3 separate regions of the Mus musculus genome follow, and regions 1 and 2 are each linked to region 3. Evidence: chromatin contacts called from public Hi-C data. All regions are on one chromosome and are shown on one strand. The core of a region is the stretch at or near the end of the contact, and the rest is flanking DNA. Distances in the headings are between cores, read along the strand shown. Region 1 overlaps Gm36475 (a long non-coding RNA gene). Region 2 has its middle 14 kb from the start of Slc30a5. Region 3 holds the start of 5930438M14Rik (RIKEN cDNA 5930438M14 gene).

Region 1 (2,700 bases), core at 169-2,668, 320 kb before region 3:
TACCTCAGTCTCTAGACTAACTCATTTGAACATCTATGGACCTGCTTTACCTCTTCCCCTCTCCCCCTATGCTTTGGGTGGCTCACAGTGTTTCATGACAGCCACTTGAAAATATTCTCTTCGATTCTCTCCGACAAAGGCTCCACAGGAACCTGACATAGACATATAGGATATAATATATATATAACATATAGGATATAATCCCAGTCCTCAGGAGGCTGAGGCTGAAGGATCATTGTAAGTTTGAGGCTAGCCAGAGTTACATGACAAAACCTATCTCATAAAGCACGTTTTCCTCCTCCAAATAAAGGCATTAGAAGGTATCCTCCATCCAAGGCTACAAATACCGGATCATTTTCTATGATCTTCATGATCTCTGCTCATTTCTCCAATCTAAACTCTCAAATTTCCTGAAATTAAGTCAATAAATATATATATACTGAAGATATATATCATAGGCAGCGTGTGGCATGAGATAGCCGCACAGCTACCTCCAAAGCTCGGCTCTATTTGGGAAGGACACATGCCTATGTGGCATATATATGTTATTGCTCAAAGAGATATCATCCCAGGTTAGTTTGCTGATTTTCCAAATGAATGTGCAAATATGGTTATATTATATTGTTTAGAAGAGGGAGGAGCCCTCAGCCTCCAGAGCAGAGGGAGCCAAACACTTCAGAAACCAAACGTAGCTAGGGTTACGGATTGAACTGTGTCCCTCCCAACGTCACATATAGAATCCCTAACTCTTAACAGCTCACAGTGAGATCTTGTATAAAGATACCATCTTTTAAAAAATGCCCAAGTTAAAATGAGTCTATCAAGGTTGGCCTTGACCCTAACTTACAATGTATCCTTAAAGAAGGAAAATTTCGTTGACAGATACAGAAGAAATGTGATCTGAAGGGTTATGGAAGGAAACAGGCACACAAAAGCCAAGGAGTGATGCTGTGGGCATATCCTACCACTTCCCCCATAGACCTCAGAGGAAATCAGCCTTGCTGACACCTAGATTTCAGGTTTCAAGCCATTTCTGTTGTTAAGGTTGCCCTCTGGGGTACTGGGATATTGTCGCCAAGGAAAATAAGGCAACACTCCAGGGTAAGAGGCCAGGGAGCACAGCAAGGTGAGGAAAGCCTCATGGGACTGAGACACCACCGTGCAAAGCAGCCAATCACAGTACCAGGCCTGTTCTAAGAAAATCAGCATACAGAAACCAAAGGTATGTGCAGAAGGGCAGGTGGCCCCGCTTGATAGGCTAGGAGTCCTCATATCAGCGTGCACCGGACTTGTGACGGGTTCTGAAAAGAGAGCGACATTTTTGTGCAGTTTCCCCAGGAGCCCATTGTGACAGGTTATGTTGAAAAAGATGTTGAGCAGGGTGGACTGGAGCCAAGAAACCTGAAGAGGTTCACTCTGTTATGAGAGGTTCTCAAGCTTGGCTAGGGTAGAGTTTCCTGGCAGACTGGGCTGATAATGGCCATAAGGATGGATATTGGAAGCTCAATCCAAGAATCAGTGATCATTTGAATGACAGAAAAGAAGTGGCTAATGTTCTTTAGACTATTGAGGTGGAGAGATTATCCCGAATTTTCTAGGGAGGCATCAAATGAAATCTAAATCTGCCTTAGGGAAGAGAGACAGAAGGGGGTTGGAAGAGAGGGTGTACTGGAGGGAGAGAGAAAAGGGGCAGGAGGAAAGGAGAGAGAGAGAGAGAGAGAGAGAGAGAGAGAGAGAGAGAGAGAGAGAGAGAGAGAGAACACAATGTGACCAGAGAAGAATGGAGACAAAAGGTGGTGTGACATGCCAAAAAGGATCAGGAGAAACAGGGCAGACCTCCAAATAAAAACGAGGCAAACAGATGGATCTCCACTATAGCCGCCAGGAGGAGTGGCATCTAAATTTAAGTCCCGTGAACTCCATTTAATAATTCTGGCCTACAATCTATAAGAAGCATACATTTGTGTTCATTCAGGCCACCGAGTTGGTACTAATTTATAAATGCAGCCCCAGAAAACTACCGCTCTGGGGTCCTATCCCAGAGTGAGTGGGCCTGTTTTATGGTAGGGCCCAGACATCTGTAACAACTCCCAGGTGTGCCACCAAGAGGGTGTCTGCTGAGACCAGAAGAGGCTGTCTGTAGTTCACATCTGATCTGAGAAGCTTGCACAGAGACAAAACTGAAGCTGGAACCAGGAATGAGATCCTAAAAGGAGTCTGGAAATGAAGAAATAGAGCTGAGGAAGAACAGAACTCAGATACACTCTACAATCATCAGGCATGAGAAGAGTAGGGGAGGTGGCGTGGAGTCCAGTGGTAGAGCAATCCTAGTATACAAAGGGTCCTGGGTTCAGTCTTCAGCAACACACACACACACACAAGCACACACACTCACACACATTCACACATGCTCACACTTACATTCATACTCGCACACGCACACATACATTCACACACATATACACAACCATATGCACATACACACATACATACACACATCCCATACATTCACACACACACATATACACATACACACTCACAGTCACACACACATATATGCACACACATACACACCCACTCACACACATACATGCATACATACACACACAGACAAGTAAGCAGATAAGGAAACAGCAAAAATACCCATAGAGGCAGAAGGAGGAGGATCAGTTTTTCAACACAAGCCCACATGGAGAGGTA
Region 2 (2,700 bases), core at 164-2,663, 380 kb after region 3:
CCTATGGACAAGCAAGCTGAACTCTGACAGGGTTTCTGTTCTGTCTCTCTCTGAGATTCCTCAAGAACTTGTGGAGCCCCCCTCCCCCACTCAGGGGTCTATTCATTTCACCTAGTGCATGCTAAGGGCATGCTTTATGGAGGCAAGCACTCGATATGCAACTCATAGTGACTGAGGACTCCAGTAAGTAATTTTAAATACTTATAAATCCAAGACAAATATTCTGGTGCCCTTTTTAAATACAAAGATTCATCAAAAGAACACTACTGACATTCTCAAAGTCTCCACTCAGATCATATTGTGATGGAAATACAAGTATGAAAGGACGAAACAAGGGAACACATTCAAAGAATTACTTAAATTGGAAATAGCGTCACATACCCAGAATCCCAACAAGCAGGAGGATCAAGAGTTCAAGGCCAGCCTCAGCTACATGTGTGAGTTAAAGTCCATTTTGCAGTATATAATGAGGCCCAATTTCAAACAATTATCCAGCTTGATATCAAAGTGTTATTGAGCCAGGTGTGGAGCAAAGGCAGATGGATCTCTGTGAGCTCAAGACCAGCCTAGCCTACATAGAGGTCCAGATTAGCCAGTGAAACTCTGTTTAAAATTAATTAAATAATTTTTTTCAAGAATGAATTAGGGGGGGCGTGGTGGCGCACGCCTTTAATCCCAGCACTCAGGAGGCAGAGGCAGGCGGATCTCTGAGTTCGAGGCCAGCCTGGTCTTCAAAGTGAGTTCCAGGACAGTCAAGGCTACACAGAGAAACCCTGTCTCGAAAAATCAAAAAAAAAAAAAAAAAAAAAAAAAAAAAAGAATGAATTAGAAACTCCTCAGTAATCCAAATGATGAAAAAAAAAAAAAAATCAAAATGTATTACAGTGAAAGTAAGTTAGCCTCTGGGTGATCAAAACCCAAAATCCAGCTGCATTCAACAGAAAAATAAATAAATAAATAACCTTTTTTTTTTTTTTTTTGAGACAAGGTCTCATGTAACCCAGAGGGCCTGCAACTTGCCACTTTAAATTTAATTTCTGATCTTCCTGCCTCCAACTCCCAGGAGTTGAGGGTTACAGGCACGGACCACCATGCCTTTTTTTTTTTTTTTTTTTTTTACTGGCTCCTTGGAACTGAAAGCAAGGGTTAGGATGGGAGGAAAAGAAGCGTTCTACTCACTGAGCCACATCCTAGCCCATTCCCAGGGGTGAGCTTTTCTGAGAGGGAAAAGAAGTTCAGGAGACCTGCAAGAGGCAGAAAATCGGCCAAAGACACGCTAGACTTTCAGTAAAACTCATCCAAAGTCAGCCTCTAAAGTGGGAGTTCTCAAGTACGCGTGAGCTGTTTTCCCTGGGCAGATGGGAAGATGCAGCTGAAGGCCAGCTTCGCTCCCCAGTCCCGGGAGGCTGCAGTGCCCGCCCGCCCACTCCGCGGAGCTTCCACTGTGTTTGTACTGTCTGGATTCATTGTATTGTTGTATTACATCGTCCTCTAGTGGCTTCACATTTTTTTCTTCTCTCCCTTCTCTTCAGGCTGATTTCTTCATTACATCACACAACACTTGATACCTAACAAATGAACTCAGATGAATGACGAGACTGAAGATGGTGAGCCCATTGTCGTTAGGACAGTGCTCGAACAGCTTAGGCTCACCAACTTCAGCCACTGAGCTTTTCTTTAAAATAGAGATTACAATATAATTTGCCACTGCCTCTGCTGGAGAGCGAATGGGATTTGGTTTGGCGGCTGCGACAGTCTCCTGCAGCCCAGGCTATTTACTCTGTATCAGAGAGTGATCTTGAGCTCCGGACCCTCCAGCCTCTACTTTCACACGTTAGGAATTATAGTTGTAAACCACCACACCCGTTTGTACTGATATTTGTTTACCCCGCCACCAAAGCTTTTATGTTGAAACCCCAGTCATCACAGGTGATAGCATTTGGAAGTGGGGCCTTTGAGCACTAATAAGGTTTGTGTTCAGTTGTGAGAACAAGACCACCCACACTCAAGTTGGGATCCTTGCGTCTGTGGATCTCAACCTTCCTGGGGCTGTGAGTTCAAGACCCTCAATATAGCTCCTCATGTTCTGGTGATCCCCCAACCACAAAACGATTTTCATTGCTACTTCATAACTATAATTTTGCTAATGTTATAAGGCATAATAAATATCTGTGTTGGTTGCTTCAGCAGCCACGCTGCCTGTGGTGCACTGGTAAACAGCCTGGGCTGACTAAAGCACGCTTCTCTGTAAGTAACCTCCAGTCAGCTCTGTACATTAGGGGCCACGGCTGCGAGCACAGAACTCCAAGACTGATGACTGTAAGTTTCCTAGTGATGACAAGTACAGCCACTTAGTGTGCTTACAGCTGATCTCTGTCCCCGAATGCTGTGCCCACAGGGATGCGGGAGGAGACCCTGGCATCTCAGTCATGACTCATCTCCTGAACAAGACAATGATGCAACTTATGGCTCATTAATCAGTTTTTCTCTCGGCTTGGTATATTGTGGAGATTTGTAGATTTGAGTTTGGGGGAGGGGGGGGAGACGGGTTTTTTTAGTGTTTTGTTTCAGTTTGGGGGCTTGGGTTTCTTTTGTTTTACATTTTTATTAAACAAGTGTTTTGGGTTTGTTATTTGGTTTTTTTGTTTTGTTTTGTTTTTTTGTTTATTTCTGTGTGTATAAGACTTACTGATTATCAGT
Region 3 (2,700 bases), core at 82-2,581:
CCCATTTCTTTTCCTTAACCCTCTCCTTTCTTGGCTACTTGTAGATCGCTCTGCTGTGAGCACCGGAGAACAATGTGCAGAGGCTGTGCAGGAGCTAACATTTGGAAATAACTGAAATTAAGGGGGACTGACACCCTGTTTTTCATCTGGGACCAATACTCTGCACTTACCATGATCACATCTCAAGGGATGCTACAAAATGCTCAGAAGAACCACCTGTACTTGCACCCAGCAAATAGAGAACATCATTCTGCCAAAATCTTAGGCTGCTTCAGAAAAGAACACACAAATTGAAGCTACACATGCACACATACACCTGCTTATCTTCCTGACCATGCTGTGGCCACACAGACAAATTCTAGATTTGTATTAGAAAAAAAATGTTTGCCAGGAACTGCACCGATATTATCTCTTGTCACTTCAACCATGAAATTAGAAGCCCATTTTGTACCTTTCCATCCTAGGCAGGATAAGAAGAAACCACTGCACAGAGGGAATAGAAAGACACTTTTAGGATCGAGCAAAGATACTCCCAAGCCCCAGAGAATCCCTATACCTTTCTTGTCACAAAGGCATAATTATGGAATTGTGGTGGGGGAGGGTCTCTAAATACCAGAAGGAAATAGAATACATTCAACCATGACAGAATTACAATTCCTCTCTTATACACCAACTAATGAGATTCACTGGGCAGGGAATACGTGAGGGAGGAGGCTCTCAAAGAGGCTATGAAAGTCCTCTTCTCCACCCACCTGTGCACTTTTCAGACTTTTTAATAATGAATATTTATGCTCTCAATTACTCTCTGTGATACTTAAATGGCAGTGCCATCAAAGCAAACAAACCCAGGATTAATGGGAACGAAAGTAAAGCTAACATTTGTCCTGGTCCAAAAGCCTTGTTTCTTTCTATCTTCAGTAGTACTTTGTCACACTCCACCCTAGGCTACACACACACACACACACACACACGCCACCCTTGGATTACAAAGCAAGAAGTTACATTTCATTCATTTGCTTGGTCCACAATGAGGCCATGTGCACAGTCCAAGCATCCCCACAGGTGTTGGGACTCTGGGATATGAAAACTACCTGGCAGGATTTCAGCAATCAACTGTTCGCATCTTTAGCATCTCTTCTCCCATATTTCATGTCTGTTGCCATTCGTCTTTATCAACTCTGATGGGAAAAGTGGGGATTGATGGAGCGACCCACAGAGCCCTCTGAAGGGGCTTTCAGATCGACAGTAGACTATAAAATGTCATTAAACAGCTAAAAGCCATTTTCAAAAATCCTTTCCTCTTCCCTTCGCCTTTCTTCCTTTGTCCCTTCATCCCCACTTCTTCACTCAAGCTCTTAGAATTTTATGTTCTGACGGCCAAAACTCTTTAAATCGTAATAACTATGTATGCCACTCGGGATAGTGAAAGGAAACTACGTATACTCTGAATAGTTTCAAGTTTTTACTGCAGCCAAAGTAATTGCTATAGCATTTAAAAACCTACTGAAAAGAGCAAGGAGCCTTCACACATTAAGCTGATTTTCATGGAAGTTGTAAAATATTAGATGACTATAATTTCTATCAACAGCAGAATTAGCTGGCCTGACCATTCTCTTTTTGACAAAGTTAGTAGATTCATAAACCCTGGGAAATGCACCTCTGCCCCGGATTTTGGCTGACAGACATGCTGAAGAGGATATTAGGTATCATGTTTGCCTCTTCTGATGACCTGTATATCCCTGTAGGCTGTACCCAGTCCTGCTGAAAAGTCTTCAGGATAACTGAAAATCTTTAATGCACTCTCAAACAAAGCCAATGTGGAATAGAGCCAATGTGCCCCCCACCCCCCAGATCCAGAGCAAGGCAATTAGCCTTACCAACCACAGGAGCAGCAGCACCTGCCACCCTGCTACAGGGACGAGGAAGACAAGACCAACATCCTCATGTCATCTCTGAGAACAGATGTATAATGTGGGAATGAGATGCATGGTGTAAAACTAGCTCTCTTGCTCACTGTCTGCAGATTAAGGTGGATGTCCAGGGTGGTCCAAACAGGCTGAGACCAGATACTAATACTACTGACTTCTGACATTACAGCAAAACCAATGCTTAGGATGAAATGGATATTCTGATGGGAATTCTGGCAGTGTCTTCTGCTTTTTATTTATTTAGTGTGTGTGTGTGTGTTGTTGTTGTTGTTTTGTTTTTGTTTTACTTTGTTTTTGCCCAACTGCTTTGATGCTTAAGATGCTGGCAGAAATAAAACAAACCCAATATGTACCTTTCAATCCAACCTGGGAAGAGGATGCAAAGAGACCGGAGATACCCAGAATCACCTACTGTGTAGAAAGTAAACACTTGCTGTGTCACTGAAAACCTTAATCCTACTGTCCACCAGCAAGGCCAACTGTCCTCCCTACACTTCTCTCTGGGAGTGTCTGGGAGCATGTGGCATTGCCTAGACTGCAGAGGCTACCCTACTTCTCAGAGAAAGCCCTCAACGGTGAGCTTCTTCCTCAACGGTAACCACACACTTCCATAGACAGAGGCACGGTGGGACAATACAGATCACCAAAACTCTGTGATCCAAACACATACAGGTGGTGGAAAAATCAGCTTTCTGTATTTGGAGAAAATCACACTGGGATGTAGATGCTACATCTGATGGGACCCTTCTTATTGTCTGGAAAGTTTGTGTTC

What was found. A called contact is a pair of places that touch in the nucleus more often than the background predicts.
Region 1: a contact with region 3 is called in a Hi-C map of cerebellar granule neurons, with 1.5 times the contacts expected there. The contact joins the enhancer-like site here to the promoter of 5930438M14Rik in region 3. A contact is called at or near these places in 6 of 484 Hi-C or Micro-C datasets (the N1E-115 cell line, cerebellar granule neurons, cerebral cortex and 2 more), 1 of 115 datasets of contacts at active chromatin or transcription factors (cardiomyocytes) and 1 of 9 other capture datasets (embryonic stem cells).
Region 2: a Hi-C map of cerebral cortex shows a contact between it and region 3, with 2.4 times the contacts expected there. The contact joins the enhancer-like site here to the promoter of 5930438M14Rik in region 3. A contact is called at or near these places in 4 of 484 Hi-C or Micro-C datasets (cerebral cortex and cortical neurons) and 2 of 115 datasets of contacts at active chromatin or transcription factors (embryonic stem cells and neural progenitor cells).

The regions. Positions count from the first base shown.
Region 1 is chr13:101,549,874-101,552,573 of GRCm38.p6, reverse strand. The region is part of intron 2 of Gm36475 (a long non-coding RNA gene); the gene reads right to left. Among named protein-coding and RNA genes, the nearest start is that of Gm41043, 3.1 kb to the right of the region's middle. Within about 2 kb of position 1,418, at least 17 of the 459 cell types and tissues checked have an H3K27ac peak or open chromatin away from gene starts, as enhancers often do. A contact at or near this core is called in the N1E-115 cell line and cerebellar granule neurons, where this site is marked.
Region 2 is chr13:100,846,129-100,848,828 of GRCm38.p6, reverse strand. No RefSeq gene overlaps it. Among named protein-coding and RNA genes, the nearest start is that of Slc30a5, 14 kb to the right of the region's middle. Within about 2 kb of position 1,413, at least 45 of the 459 cell types and tissues checked have an H3K27ac peak or open chromatin away from gene starts, as enhancers often do. A contact at or near this core is called in cerebral cortex, where this site is marked.
Region 3 is chr13:101,230,758-101,233,457 of GRCm38.p6, reverse strand. It overlaps 5930438M14Rik (RIKEN cDNA 5930438M14 gene), which reads right to left and starts at 1,331. Exons shown (of 4, transcript NR_046158.1): 1 at 1,092-1,331. All of the region lies in intron 2 of Gm36427 (a long non-coding RNA gene), which reads left to right.